Regions from separate parts of the Sus scrofa genome. Here regions 1, 2, 3 and 5 are each linked to region 4. A link is a contact called in public Hi-C and HiChIP or PLAC-seq data. All regions are on one chromosome and are shown on one strand. Each heading gives the region's core, a stretch centred on a gene start, on an enhancer-like site or on the middle of the called end of the contact. The rest is flanking DNA. Distances are from core to core; before and after follow the strand shown.

Region 1 (2,700 bases), core at 9-2,508, 760 kb before region 4:
GAGTAAAGTGTTAAGAGTCCTCAACTACAGTTCTTCTTTCAGCTTTATGAGTTTTTGTTTTATATGTTTTGAGGGTTTGTTCTTTAGTGCATATATATTTAGGATTACTATTTTCCTGTAGATTGTTTTATCATCATGTGATGCCCCAACCATATATATTACTTTATTATATATACATGTATATCACACATATGTATATGCTCTATTATTCATGTGTATGAGTACAATTGAAAGATAATGGATTATATAGTAATGTTAGTATACAATCCATTGTCTTTTGGTATTACTCTGTTTTCTTTCTTTTTCTTTTTTTTTGTTATCTTTTTGTGATTTCTTGGGCTGCCCCCGTGGCATTTGGAGGTTCCCAGGCTAGGCGTCTAATCGGAGCTGTAGCTGCCGGCCTACACCAGAGCCACAGCTACGCAGGATCTGAGCCACGTCTGTGACCTACACCACAGCTCACGACAATGCTGGATCCTTAACCCACTGAGCAAGGCCAGGGATCGAACCTGCAACCTCATGCTTCCTAGTTGGCTTCGTTTCCTCTTTGCCACAACAGGAGCTCCCTGATCTCTTCTTTCTTATTGTTGCCCTCCGTCCTTTCTGGCTTCTTTATTCCTCATCCCTCCTCTCCTCAGTCTCAGTGTTCACAGTAGGCATAAACTTCACTGTAGCACATACGCCACTGTGTCGTAATCCCCTGTTTATGTGGCTCTCTCCACCTTGTTCCTGATGAGTTCCTCAAGGTCGGTGACTGCACCTTATTTATCTTTGTGAATGTGGTGTTGAAAAGCTCTGAGAGCTGATCAGTACGTTCTGATAGCATTTCGGTCTCATTACATGTAACCATAGAGGTGGTCATTGCTCCCGGTCAGCTATTCCTTTTGAGTACGAAATGTCCTAGTTTCAGAGGCAATTAAGCTTTCCTTTTGAATGATGCACTCTTTTAATTGGCTGATGGACAAAAATATGATCAGGGAATCCTAGTCAAGCATGTAGACCTCTGGATTCAGCAGGAAATGTGAGCATCGGGGCCCTCCACAGTCTCTGAACCTCTTTTTGATTTGCTTTTCGGAAGAGGCTCTATGGGGTGAAATCATGGCTGTGGTGCAAGCAGTCAGGATGAGAACTGCTGGCTCATTGGAATGGCTCCCCCCACCCACCCCGAATCCACAAGTGGCAAGACCAACAGCTGTGCTACACCGCTGCCTGCATCTTTCAAGACTTTACTGACTGCTTCCAGGGTTCCCTGGCCTATGAATCATCCCTCTCCTGTTACTCATCGCTTACGAGCCTCACAAGCGATACTGACATTGTTTGAATCCAGGCATCCTGAATCAGAAAGTGTCCCCAAACCCCAGACTCCCTACGCTGCTCCGTGGGGGCTAGAAATCTTCTCCTATCTTACTCCACAAAGGAAGTGATATTCTCCCAGGAGCACCAGTCCCGGCCACCCTGGCCGCTGATAACAAGCCTCCTGTCATCCACGGGCTAAGGCCCCTCCCACCTCCTTTCTTACTTTTTAGTAACAGCAGCAGCTGCCTCAAGTCATACAGTTTCTTCTTGTTACTCTTGATCTTTCTTTCTTCAAAAAAAAGGTTAACAGAGTCTTTACCTTCCTCAGACTGCTTTCCCAATGTGAGGCCAAGAGATTAAATTGTCCCCCCTGGGGGGGGGGGTGAGACTCGGACCCACCAGCTGTGGCTGCTGGCTTCCCCTGATTGTCAGTGACTTCATTGAAAACCTATGTGTGATCTTTCAACATGTCCACAAGTGGACGGAGGAAAAAAAACTCGCTGCTGGAAAAAAATTTCCTGATGTGTCACTAAGTGCATACACATGATGAAACGGGAGCTCAGGACAGTCATTTCAAATGACTCCCTGGCCTCTCTGTCTTCCTGTCTTCGGAGTTTAGCAGCCAGATTCCAGAGCTTTGCCACACAGAGAGTCGAGTCTTTGAGCTGGGCAAGCAGGGGGTTCTGGAGGGAAGCAGGAAGTGTGAGCAAGGCCTGGTCACCCACTCAAGGCCCATGTCAGTGCCTTGGGCAGTTCAGTCACAGAGTTCCTAGGAGTCAGAGAGCACTCTCAGCCTGTTCAGGCATCCTTTTAGCAAATAAACACTGGGATAGGTCCTACAGATGGAGTGGCTTCTCTCAGGGCACTTACAGTCTAGTGGGGGAGTGGGATATTGCCCAAGTAAATATGACTGAAATGTAGGAGGCTTGGCCGCAGTGGGAAATAAAAGGGGATGACTTACTTTGTCTGGGGTGGAGGAGAGCCACAAGCCTCTGAGCAGAAGCTGGCCCTGCAGTTAAATTTAGCACGTTCCCTCATTCACTCAGCATTATTGAGTTTTTACAAAGCCAGTCACTATGTTATGTGTTATGAATACAAATATAAATGAGACATGGCACCTACCCTCCCAGCCTTTCCATGGTGGAGAGATACGTAAATATTCAATTTATATATATATATATATATATATATATATATATAGTCTTTTTAGCACCGCACCCAGGGCATATGGAGGTTCCTAGCCTAGGGATCAGATCAGAGCTGCAGCTACCAGCTTATGCCACAGCCACAGCAATGTGGGATCCAAGCTGTGTCTGCGACCTACACCACAGCTCATGGCAACACTGGATCCTTAACCCACTGAGTGAGGCCAGTGATCAAACCTGCATCCTCATGGATGCTACA
Region 2 (2,703 bases), core at 177-2,676, 760 kb after region 4:
AAACAAACAAACAAACAAGTGACCCCTTGGCTTCCTATCAGTGATCCCTTTCCAGGTATTCTTCTCCATCTCTGTGTTCCCATCACTAAACCCACACTTCCTGTGTGTCTGCCAGAGAACCATAGGATCATGGCCACCATGTGGGAAATCCAAGGAGTGGGCTTTGGAGTAAGACATCCCTGGATTCAAAGCCACTTCTGAGCCGTGTAACATGATCCAAGTTCTCTGAGTTGAGTTGTCTTTACAATGACTCCTACCTCAAAATGTGATAGTCACATTATATGACCTGCATGTAGGGAAAGGTCAATAGACCAATGATACCTCTGATAATAATTACTTCCATGGCTTTTATTTCCATGTTCCTTATGAGGAAGGAGTAGGCTATGCCATCAAGACTTTGGGCGCTAAAGTGGGATATTGCACAATCTCTGGATCAGACAATACATACTTCACTCACCAATTATCTGACTTATCAACACATTCAAAGGCACGGGCTACTGAGTTTGCATCGTGACCAGTAGCACAAGCCTTCCTACTGTCCCTCCATATCCCCATCATCTGGAAATGCCACCTAGTCATGTCTACTCTCCTGAACTTAGGATTTGCCATCACTCTTTGGATTAGAGACAATGAGCTCTAAAAACCCTTCTAAAAATGCATATAGATGTGACCAGTTTAGCACCCATCTTCACATTAATATAAGAGAATGGGACTGTTGCCCAGAATAAGTCAATTTTTCAAGAAAGTAGGGGTGGGGGAGGAGGAAGGGGAAGAGGGGAAGACCCTATCTAGGTGTAAATGGCAAGGAGGATGTGGTCACTGGATGTCAGGGGCAGTTTTCAGTCAAGAAGGGCATGAGGGAAGGCGTGCAGGTGATCCTTCCTGTGAAAACAGGGTAGTTCTCTGTGGTGAGTCACCTGTCTGGGGTTCCCCCAAATGATAAACACTCAGTAGAGCCTATGAGCCCATGAAGACAGAGACTGTGTGGGAATGTGAGCCAGGAAGTCTGACTCCCCCATGCTCACCTTGCTCACCTCTTGTGAGATCCCAGATCCAGGGTGTTTGGTCTTAGAGCCCATTTCCTCATTTGTCCACTGGAGTGGGTGTGTGTTTGAGGAGGGAGGGTTATTTATAGCTGCGATTCTCTCCCAATGTGACTCTTCACTGACAGATGAGGAACAGAAAGTGAGACTGAGAAAAGTGATGAGAAAGAGGGAGCCCTGGCCCAGCTCCTTCCTCCTGTACTGTGCTTGGGCTGATGAACACAGAGATGAATTAAACACACTTGCATTCTAGAGGCACCTGTGATCTAGTCAGGGAGGCATTTAAGAAAATGGACCACAGCCCTGGAGCAGCTATAAACATAGTGTAGTAAATGCCAAGGCAGAAGGAAGCCCAAGTGCTGGGCCCTCTGCATTTGACCCAGGGCAAAGGGGAACCAAGAGACTGTTAGAGGACTGGGTGGCCACGGCCCTGCTCTGCCTTCTTCAGATCCTCACCTCGGGCCAGCTGTGCCAGGTGTTGGGGTTGAGGTAGGCATAGACCAGTTCCTTCTCCTTACCATGTAAATGTACACCTTCTCTTGAGAAAAAGACATCCTTAGAAAATATAAGTAAAAGGACTAAGGCATAGTCTTAAAAAACCACAGTGAAAATTTAGTAAGATTCTGAAATTTCTAGAAATTTTCAAACCTGTGTTTCTTATTTCTTGTCTTCTTCCTCATAATGTTTAAAGAAGATAAGGATGATGATGGGGCTTAATATAACAACGACTACAGTGATAATGACGATGCTGCCAGTACTAGTAACTAAGATTTATTAAGTCCTTACTATGTGCCAAGGACTTTGCATGCACCCTGTGAGACATGAGATATATGGCTGTCAGTTTTGCAAATGAAGACACTGAAATGTAGGCTTGGCTAAGAGCACACGATTTTACAACAGGTGTGTCTGACTTCAGAGTCTGAGCCCTTAACTGCCCTGTCTGTCCCTGTACTGCTTCATGGTCTTATGCTCTTGGTCTTGTGTGCTGGTTTTCAAGGAAAACAGGAAAGGGGTAACTGGAGGGAATGAGCTCTACTCTAACAAAGGGATGCCCAAGTGGAGACATTGCGAGTGACAGATAGGAAGAAGAGAGCAACACAGACTAAACCACTGGGGTCAGCAATTAGAAAGTAACTTATCCTCGAAGAGTAGAGTTGTGAGCGAGTGAGAAGCAAGGAGAATTGTGGTGGACAAAGGATGAAACAGCTGCTCATAAAAAGAAAGTGATCTGGACAGTGCAGCTCCCTGCCCTTTCATCCTCCAGAAAGGGCAAAAAGAGAGAAGAAACAGTATGTTTGGAAGGCTTCCTCCTAGTGATTGCAACCTCCTTATTAAGGACTCTTTTCTCTCCAGTGTTTGTGTTCCCACTTCCTCTTTGGAGGTATCTTGTAGCCCCAACCACCCTCTGTAGAATTCATATGACTCTTTCCAAAAATCAGTAGGAACAAAGGTTGAACATTGCAAAGCCTCTTTCCTGCCTTGCAGGCTTTGCAGATGCAGGTGAGTGTGCATCGTAGACTCCAAGTGGAAGAAAGAGACTCCTTTTTGCTCAGCCAAGAGAAGAGAGGCAACTTTGCCACCCTGTGCCCTCCATCCGGTCCTTTTCCACGTCTCCCTTCCGGAAGTCGCGTGGGCAATATCAGCGTGACCTCCATTTTAT
Region 3 (2,700 bases), core at 54-2,553, 720 kb before region 4:
AATAATCTAATAGCAAAATGGATAAGGACGTGGTCTTAAGGCCTGTTTGGAGGTAAAGTACTGATTTTTATTCAGAGCTATAAGTAAGCAAAAGCATAATTTGCGCCCCTAGATGTAACGCTTGTGAAGTTTTGCAAGAATCAGCTTTTTTAAAATATAAACTGCACGATTTTGACTTTGAATTTGCCTGATCTATTTTAATGACCAAGTAATCAAGGATTTGTTGGCTGACCCTTCAAATTAATTTGACAACTGGTGTCAGTAATGCCCCCTCCCACACAGGGCTTTTGTGAGAATTAACTGTGATCATTCTTAGGAACCCAGGAGAAGGGGCTGGAAACCGTGGAACTTAATTATTTCCCTTCCCCTTTTCCTCTCCTTCTACCAGGCTACTTAAAAGCACAAGGCGTCTCAGATGCATTTTTGTATCCCAGTGTTTGTCACAGTGTAAGAAAGTAGGAGGGAAGAAGGGAAGAGGGAAGTGAGAAGAGGAAGGAAGGAGGAGAGGAAAAAGGGAGAGAGAGAGGGAGGAAGGGCTGGAGGAAGGAAGACACAACAGTCCATAGCAAATTTGGCGGTCCCCTGTCCTCGGTGCAGTTCCTCCTATGGCCACATGATGGCGGCATGAGCCTGGCAGCGCCCCTGCGCTCTCAAGTCTGCCACTTTTCAATGGAGCCTGGGCGTGTTTGTGTTTGTGCCTGCGAGTCAAAGTTACGCCCAGCCTCAGCAGTCTCAGCTGAGCTGTAATGCAGGTCGACACAAACATCTTCAAGGGGTTCACGGTCTTTCTTTCTAGAAAAATCCCAATAGGAATTTGATAGTAAAAAGGACCTTGTGGTCGTTTTAAAACGAGGAGGTTTTCCTCAATACACAGCATCTGCTCCGCTGGGTTTGCAATCTGTGTGCAGGTACTGCAGTTAATGAGACACCGGCTCGCTGCTCCCAGGGCCCGGCTGGAGCAGTCAGCTGGTAGAATGATGGGAACTGCAGTCAGCAGCTCTGCACCAACACGCCCGGGGATGGAAAATGTGATTTGTGACACAGCAGCTTGGGAATAATAATGAAAACATAATTGCTCCAGGCGGATTGCTCTGTCTTTCAATTGCAAAGCTGCTCCACTTCATATGAGAGAAACTGTAGTTCTTAGCTTTTGTTTCTCTAGGATAACCAGAGGCACACCCAGCAACCGTTCTTCTGCCCCCGGTTACTTAGATGTTTATTTGAACCCCAGTGAAAGGCTGTCCCCTAAACAGAAGGAATCTGCCTCAGCTCCAGGCTCTTTGTGGCAGCTGTCTATTCAAGCAGAACCACCCAAGTCATGGATGTGGCTTTCAAACATGTCCATCCCTTCCTCTGCTACCAGCACATGCTGTTGTACTGTTCCTTTCTTTCTTCCTTTCTTTCTCTTTCTTTCTTTCTTTTTCTTTCTTCCTTCCTTCCTTCCTCCTTTCCTTTCCTTTCCTTTCCTTTCCTTTCCTTTCCTTCCTTTTTTGCCTTTTGAAGAAAAAAAAAAGTCCTTGCATATGTACTTCCTTTTATAGTTTACACACATTTCTCGTTCTTCATCACAACCCAGGAAGGAGGCAGAGGTTATCAGCGTGATCTTGCAGACAAGGACACCAAGAATCAGAAAGATGCAGTGATGTGTCTGGAATCTCCATTCCCCAGCTCAGGGGTGAAGAAAGGAGGAGTCCAAGGTGTGTAGCCTGGGTTTGAGTCCCCTTCAGCCACTCTAAGTTACCTGACATCTCTGAGGTTCAAGGTCCTAGTCTGTGAAAGGAAGAAAAAGATGCCAGCTGCTTGGGAATGGGGGAGGACCAGATGAGATGGTGCCCCGAACACCTGCTGTGGTGGTGTTGGGGGGGGTGAGTGGAAGGCTGAGTGTGAGGCACCTTTTTACACTCTTTCCCACCCTCCCGGCCCCGTATTCTGTGCACTGTTCCATGCAGTTCCAACAGCCTGTGTGCCAGGGGAGGTGGAGCAGCTAATCCTCCTTCCCCAGGCTTCTCTGGCTCACTGTACAACTTTGCTTGGCTTCTAAGGATGAACTGTTCGAGAGGTTAAGGTTGGAGGGGCCACTCCTGACCCAAAGGGAGCTGGCACTGTTGGATAAACGTTTCCCCTTCTCATTCTCCCAGGTGAATGGTTCTGAGACATATTTCACTCCCAGTCAGTCACTCCCAGTCATGCCCGAACTGATGCTCACGTTTCTTCCTTCCTATTTTACTCACTGGTGCTTCACTCATGGTCTTGGGATTGCTTCCAAAATAAACTACCTTGGTACAGGCTCTACCTCAGGCTCTTCATTTGGGAACTAAGGCTGGCACAAAGTGGGAGAGAAGCCAGGTCCCTGACACTGGGGTCAGGAGTCCATTTACCTAGGCGCGCACACACACACACACACACACACACACACACACACACACCCTGCTCCATATCTAGAGCGAACAGATGGAACAAGGGGTAAATTTGATGAGCTCTAAAGGATTTCCGGAGCATCTCATAAGTTGGTGGTCCCCACAGGGCAGGAGTATGCTTGCTGGGTCCCTAAAGGACCTGAGTTCCTGTGCATTAACGGACATTAGTATCCAACCCCAGATGCCCCGGCTGTAGCAACCACCTCAGTCCTGGAATCAGCATCAGGTGGAGCCCCAAGCTGTCTCCATGATGTGATTTAAGGGCTCCATTAGGCTCTGTGAT
Region 4 (2,798 bases), core at 15-2,514:
CCCAGAAAGGAAAGTCAACGTCCAGTTTGTCCGAGGAGGAAAGAGTTAACGGTTTTCGTCGCCAGGGACTATGCTGACTCCCCAGGCAGGATCCGCCAGCTCGTCTCCTTCCCTCTTCTGGGGAGTCTGGTCCTGCGACTCGCGTCCCCCTCCCCAGTATTCTCGCGTCTAGCGCCTTCGATTTCCCCCAACCTGGGAGCCCCAGCGTAGTGCAAACCGACGCCACGGGGCGCAAAAAGGATTCGTCTCTACTGAAACCTGGGTGCAGAACTGGGACCTCCGAGCGAGAGGTGCGGGGGTGTGGGATGAGGGTGCAGAAGGGCAGAGAGTGGGTGGGGAGCAGAGAGTGGGTAGGGAGCGGAGAGTCCCCCGCAGCGCGCACCCGCAAGCGCGCTCCTCCTTTACTCCAGCTCCGGAACCGGCAGAAAGATCTCAGGGCTTAGCGCGTCCAGGGGGGCAAGCGGGCTCCCGCGGAGGTCTGTGTCGGTCTGCGCCAGCGGAGCCCGGAGGTGAGGGGTCGACCGAGGCTTTGGCAGCGATTTAGGGGTTTCATTCTAGATGGAAGGTGCTCAGTCGAGGTAGCTGTACACACAGAATGCCTAACACCCCCAACAAATGCAGTGGGTGTTTATTCAGAACTCGCTCTCCAAGTATACGTGGCAATGCGTTGCTGAGTTTTTTAAAATAATTCCAGGTACCATTTTCCTCCCTACACCTCTGATCATTTTTCCCCATCTACACTTACCCCACACCACACACACACAACGCGCACCCGCAAATACCCCCTTCTTTCCTCCTCTCTTCGTAGGGCTTATTTTCCAAACGCTGCCCTTTCCCCAGTCTTAGGGAGGCGCCCCCTCGGCCCGGGACGTGCGTGGCTTGGCGGTGGGTACACCGTGTATTCTCAGTGTGGAGGGTCAGCTGTTCCGCCCGCGATGATTTAAGCACAAGGGACCAGTATGCGGTTTGTCACCCAGAGCGCTGCGCCAGAGGAGCAAGCAGCAGAGAAAGAGGGTTTGAGCGGGAGCAAAAGAAAATGGTAGGCGCGCGCAGTTAATTCATGCGGCACTCTTACTCTGTTTACATCCGAAAGCTCTGCGCACTGGAGTGCCAGGCTCAAAGGGCTGAGTCTCCTCCCTCCCAACCACCCAACCCCTCCCTCCCTCCCCGGGCTGAAGCGCCCCTCCCGGGTTCCCAAAGCCGAGGGCGGGGGGAAAAAGAAAAAAAAGATCCGCTCTCGCGAATCCCCGCCCACCGGCCCTTTATAGGCGAGGGTCTGCGCGGCTGAGGACCCTCCGGCTGCGCATCTCTCGGCTGCCGCCGCCTTTGCCGCACCCCGGCCACCGCTAGGCTCCCCACTGCCTCTGGAAGGGCAGGGCTATACAGAGGCTTGGCGGGAAAAAGAGCACGGAGGGGAGGGGTGTTCCTAGCAGTATAAAAGCCGGTTTTCTGGGCTTTCTCTGACTCGCTGTAGTAATTCCAGCGAGAGGCAGAGGGAGCGAGCGGGCGGGCCCTCCAGGGTGGAAGAGCAGAGCCGGCCGAGCAAGCTGAGTCGCGCTCTGGGCGCCCGGGGGAAGGGAGATCCGGAGTGAAAGAGGGTCTTCGCCTCCGTCCCGGCCGCCCCCACCCCACCCTGCCCGCCGACCCCTGCCAGCGGTCCGCCACCCGCGCCGCATCCACGAAACTTTGCCCACTGCAGCGGGCGGGTACTTTCCACTGGAACTTACAACACCCGAGCGACAACGCGACTCTCCGGACGCGGAGAGGCTATTCTGCCTATTTGGGGAGACACTTTTCCCTGTCGCTGCCCACGACTCGCTCCTCTGAAAGGCGCTCCTCGCCGCTTTTTGGACGCTGGATTTCCTTCGGATAGTGGAAAACCCGGTGAGCACCCAGACCTATTTGTCTTTTAATTTCTTCTTGCTACCGCTTTCAATCCGCGATGAGTCGAATGCCCGAATTGGGGTGTCTTTTCTCCCATTCCTGCTCTATTGACACTTTTCTCAGAGTAGTTGTGGTTGGTCGGGGTAGGGTGGGGACGAACCAGAGCTGGGTCGGGGTGCAATGACTTGTCAAGAAGGAAGAGAGGAAGGCAGAGGGAGAACGGGGTGCTTTTTTTTGAAAGTAGCCTTTAGAGGGGTTGGTTGTTTTTGTGTATTTTTGTTTTAATGTAGATGAACGCTGACCTCGGCCGGCTGGGCATTCTTGCTTTATTGCATTTGATTGCTTTTTTGCCTTTTGGAGGGAGAAGGGGGGTATGCTTCGCAGTGGGCAGAAAACCCTTTACGTCCTGAGCTCCTAGGAGTAAGAATTACATATTGCGTGTGGAGCGAGAGCTCCGCAGCCTCTGACTTTTTGCCGTCTCCGAAAGGGCATTTAAATTTCGGCTTACCGCATTTGTGACAGCGGAGACTGCGGCGAGTCCCGCCCGCCGATCCCCGCGGCGCTTCAATTCGCCCCCCGGCTCCTCTTAGAAGTTGGCGTTTGGCTTTTTAAAAGAATAATGAAATTAAAGCTCTTGGTCCTCGGAGATGTTAAGACTTGGTGTTGGGGAAGCGCGGGGACGGGGGAGAGGGAGGCTGGCGCAAAGATGTGTCCGATTCTCCTGGAATTATTGACTCGGGGGAAAACGAGGACAAATCTCCGCACCCCGCCTTGGCTCCTCGGCCGCCTCTGGTGTCCCCGCTCGGGTGTCCCTGCGATGCGGAGGGACTGCGGGCAGCGGGGTTCGGGGCTTTTCCAGAACAGCTGCTACCCTCGGCGGCGGGAGAGGGGAAGACGCCCGGCTTCGGGCGCGG
Region 5 (2,800 bases), core at 70-2,569, 850 kb after region 4:
CTAGAGAGGGACAGACATGGAGCAGTTATCCTGGAGCCTGGAGCCAGGGCCTGAAAGGCCTCCCCTCTGCATCAGCTGTCATGATGTTAATATGGAACCATTGCTGAAACCGGTCTTGCATCCACTTCCTCATCCCTTGATAGGAAAGCGCCCTTTTCCTGATACATTTCACCCATTATTCCATCGCTCTCCGCTCCACCCCCATCCATTCTGCATGCAGCGCAGTGAGTTTCATTCCTAAAGCATAACTGCTTGTTTTACTCTGGCTTAAGAACTTTATTAGCTCTCTATTGCCTGGAGAACAGCATATAAGTTCCTCAATGACGAGTTCTCTAAGACATTGAAAACCCAGCCTGCTGCCCCTAACTTGCTGCTTCTGCTCTCCTTGCTCCCATGCACAGCTCCCACTTGAGCTATCCAAAACACTCCTCTCTTGAGTCCTGCCTCTGTCCCGGAATGAGCCCACCTTCTCTGCCCAGAGTGCCCTGCTCACCTCCCCATGTCTGCCTTTTGAAAGCTTACTCATTCTAGATGGTCCCAGTATTGAATCCATATGGAAATAATAAAAGACTGTTGCTTGAAAGTCAATAAAAACAAAGTCTACATACAGGTAGTGTTTAATAAATGCTTTCCACATAAAATTTAAGGAGAGAAAAAAATCCTAAAATTCAGGGACCCAGAATTCCCTGGGAATCTCTTCTTAGGTGAAAACTATTATCATCCTATGCTTTCCACTAAATTTTCATAATTCTATCAAAGGGGGCACTGCTTTTTTTCCTTTCCGGAAATTCTTTTCATGGCTGGAGCCCCCTCCCTCCCGCCCAGCGCTGCACTGGGCTGTGTGGGAGGCGCTGCTGCTCCTGCTGCAGGATGCTGAGGGCGGGTAGCGTGTTTCTCGCAGCAAAGACAAAGACTAAACTGTTTATTGCCTCTCCTCCAAATAAGATGATGCAAGAAAAAGATGAGACAAGATGGGCCTATGAGCTTAGCGGATGGGCATCTGGACAAACGGTGGAGGATAATCATCTTTTGTTCGCAAATTAAAATAGAAGGGATGGGTCAAAAGGTGCAGGGACCCTTCCGTCCTTGTCTCAGTCTGGAACTTCCCTCTTCTGTTACTTATCAGAGAAAGGTCTGCATTTTGGAGCTCGTAAATCTGCTTGGCAGGTAATCGCTAGCCATCCACCAGCTGCTGCCTTGGCAAAAGGCGCATCGCCATCGCCATGGTAACGCGCAGGCAGGCAAACGGCGAGCAGGCCTGGCCCCCGGCCAAGGTAATCCGATGGCACTGGGCTTTGTTAATAGAAAGAGAAGAGCAGGCCAGAACCGCTTGCCTCTGCCTTTGCCAGTAAAGGCTGGACGGGAGCAGAGCGCAGGGCTAATTAACCGGCTTGACCAGCTGTTGGCTGCCGCTTGCCAAATCCGACAAGTAGCCCGGGCTTTCTCTAGCCCTAACCCTTGTCATCTTCCAGGGAGGCTGGGCCCTGGGGGAACAAGGGCCTTTTCTTGGTGATGTCATCTGAGTATTTGTAGAATTTCCTCTTTGTGGGAAAGTTCTCTGGCAAAATATAAAGGGATTTAACTTCCCTCGGAAGACCCCTTGGCCTTTTGAATTTTGAAGAAAGATTTTTCTACATGAGAAAGGAGTGTGGGTTATGGAGGAAGCGGGGTGGTAAGGGGGATGGGTTATCCATATTTAAAGTCATGCCTAAGCTGAAGCAGCTTCAGGGAGGGACATTTAATATTGCAAAAATCCCTCATCAGGTGAAAGAAGGAGAGGATTAGCTTCGCTAAAAAAAAAAAAAAAAAAAAAAAGGATTACTATGGAAAAACTAGTTGTAAAGGATTTTTTTCCTTGACGATGCCCACAGCATGTGGAAGTTCCAACTCGTGCCACAACGGTGACCTGAGCCACTGCAATGACAATACAGGACCCTTAACCCACTGTGCCACAAGGGAACTCCTGACAGAGGGATGTTTAAAATTCATCGATATGTAAATCAACTATAATAGAAAAAATAAAAATCGTACAAAAAAACGAAAGGAAATGATGAGTTAACTTACTTAAGGAAGACATGAAACAAGAAGACACATCTTCTCATCCTTAGTTATCTTTCTTTCGGTCTTTCCAGGTTCCACATTTAGATCTCATATATACTTCTAAGCTCAGGAATGAGGCCCAGGAAACTGAATGTAAATTAACCTGGGCACAGGAAGCCAGAAGTCGAGAAAAACAGGGGCTCCAGAAAGGTTTTGGGGCAGTAAAGTGGCAAAGTCAATTCTTTTTTTTTGGTTTAAGGTCAAGAATGGATTTAGGACCTGAGGATAACGCTGAGTCAGGAACAAGGTCCATTTAGGGACGTGGTTAGCGACAACATCCAAAACCGTGAATGAGTTGTGAATAGATGTTAAAGGTAAGATTCTTACGACGGACCGGGCAGAGGGCAAGAGAGGTGTTGTAGGGAAAAGAGCTGCAGCAGCAGCCAGACTCAGGTTTGGCTCTCCGCTTTGCTACTTATAACACTTAACCATTTCCCAAATGTCAGGCTTTATATATATATCATCTCCCAGAATCCTCCCAGCAATCTTCTGAAATTGTCGTGAATATGCATCTCTATTTAAATAATAATAAACCGAGGCAACGGGATGTTACGCAACTTGCCCACACTCCCTCCGTTGGCTCGCTGTTGTCATACAACAAATTACCCCCAAATATGAAAATGACACATATGTATTATCTCACATTTTCTTGGGTCAGGCCGCAGGACACGGCATATCTGGGTTTTCTGCTTCGCAGTTT

What was found. Hi-C and Micro-C count contacts between places; a contact is called where the count stands out from the background. HiChIP or PLAC-seq counts read pairs in DNA pulled down with a chosen protein or histone mark.
Region 1: a Hi-C map of embryonic fibroblasts shows a contact between it and region 4, with 2.3 times the contacts expected there. The contact joins the enhancer-like site here to the promoter of MYC in region 4. A contact is called at or near these places in 1 of 5 promoter capture datasets (fetal skeletal muscle), 4 of 47 Hi-C or Micro-C datasets (embryonic fibroblasts, fetal skeletal muscle and fibroblasts) and 1 of 2 datasets of contacts at active chromatin or transcription factors (skeletal muscle).
Region 2: a Hi-C map of alveolar macrophages shows a contact between it and region 4, with 5 times the contacts expected there. The contact joins the enhancer-like site here to the promoter of MYC in region 4. A contact is called at or near these places in 3 of 5 promoter capture datasets (fetal liver and liver), 15 of 47 Hi-C or Micro-C datasets (alveolar macrophages, blood, embryonic fibroblasts and 8 more) and 1 of 2 datasets of contacts at active chromatin or transcription factors (skeletal muscle).
Region 3: a contact with region 4 is called in a Hi-C map of subcutaneous adipose tissue, with 2.5 times the contacts expected there. The contact joins the enhancer-like site here to the promoter of MYC in region 4. A contact is called at or near these places in 2 of 5 promoter capture datasets (fetal skeletal muscle and liver), 11 of 47 Hi-C or Micro-C datasets (alveolar macrophages, brain, embryonic fibroblasts and 6 more) and 1 of 2 datasets of contacts at active chromatin or transcription factors (skeletal muscle).
Region 5: a contact with region 4 is called in an H3K27ac HiChIP or PLAC-seq map of skeletal muscle, with 11 times the contacts expected there. The contact joins the enhancer-like site here to the promoter of MYC in region 4. A contact is called at or near these places in 2 of 5 promoter capture datasets (fetal skeletal muscle and liver), 12 of 47 Hi-C or Micro-C datasets (alveolar macrophages, blood, embryonic fibroblasts and 9 more) and 1 of 2 datasets of contacts at active chromatin or transcription factors (skeletal muscle).

Annotation. Positions count from the first base shown.
Region 1 is chr4:13,222,744-13,225,443 of Sscrofa11.1, reverse strand. No RefSeq gene overlaps it. Among named protein-coding and RNA genes, the nearest start is that of FAM84B, 220 kb to the left of the region's middle. Within about 2 kb of position 1,258, at least 16 of the 83 cell types and tissues checked have an H3K27ac peak or open chromatin away from gene starts, as enhancers often do. A contact at or near this core is called in embryonic fibroblasts and fetal skeletal muscle, where this site is marked.
Region 2 is chr4:11,701,269-11,703,971 of Sscrofa11.1, reverse strand. No RefSeq gene overlaps it. Among named protein-coding and RNA genes, the nearest start is that of MYC, 760 kb to the left of the region's middle. Within about 2 kb of position 1,426, at least 14 of the 83 cell types and tissues checked have an H3K27ac peak or open chromatin away from gene starts, as enhancers often do. A contact at or near this core is called in alveolar macrophages, where this site is marked.
Region 3 is chr4:13,182,069-13,184,768 of Sscrofa11.1, reverse strand. No RefSeq gene overlaps it. Among named protein-coding and RNA genes, the nearest start is that of FAM84B, 260 kb to the left of the region's middle. Within about 2 kb of position 1,303, at least 22 of the 83 cell types and tissues checked have an H3K27ac peak or open chromatin away from gene starts, as enhancers often do. A contact at or near this core is called in retroperitoneal adipose tissue, skeletal muscle and subcutaneous adipose tissue, where this site is marked.
Region 4 is chr4:12,458,826-12,461,623 of Sscrofa11.1, reverse strand. It overlaps MYC (MYC proto-oncogene, bHLH transcription factor), which reads left to right and starts at 1,264. Exons shown (of 4, transcript NM_001005154.1): 1 at 1,264-1,884. The coding sequence starts at 1,855.
Region 5 is chr4:11,608,965-11,611,764 of Sscrofa11.1, reverse strand. No RefSeq gene overlaps it. Among named protein-coding and RNA genes, the nearest start is that of MYC, 850 kb to the left of the region's middle. Within about 2 kb of position 1,319, at least 27 of the 83 cell types and tissues checked have an H3K27ac peak or open chromatin away from gene starts, as enhancers often do. A contact at or near this core is called in fetal skeletal muscle and skeletal muscle, where this site is marked.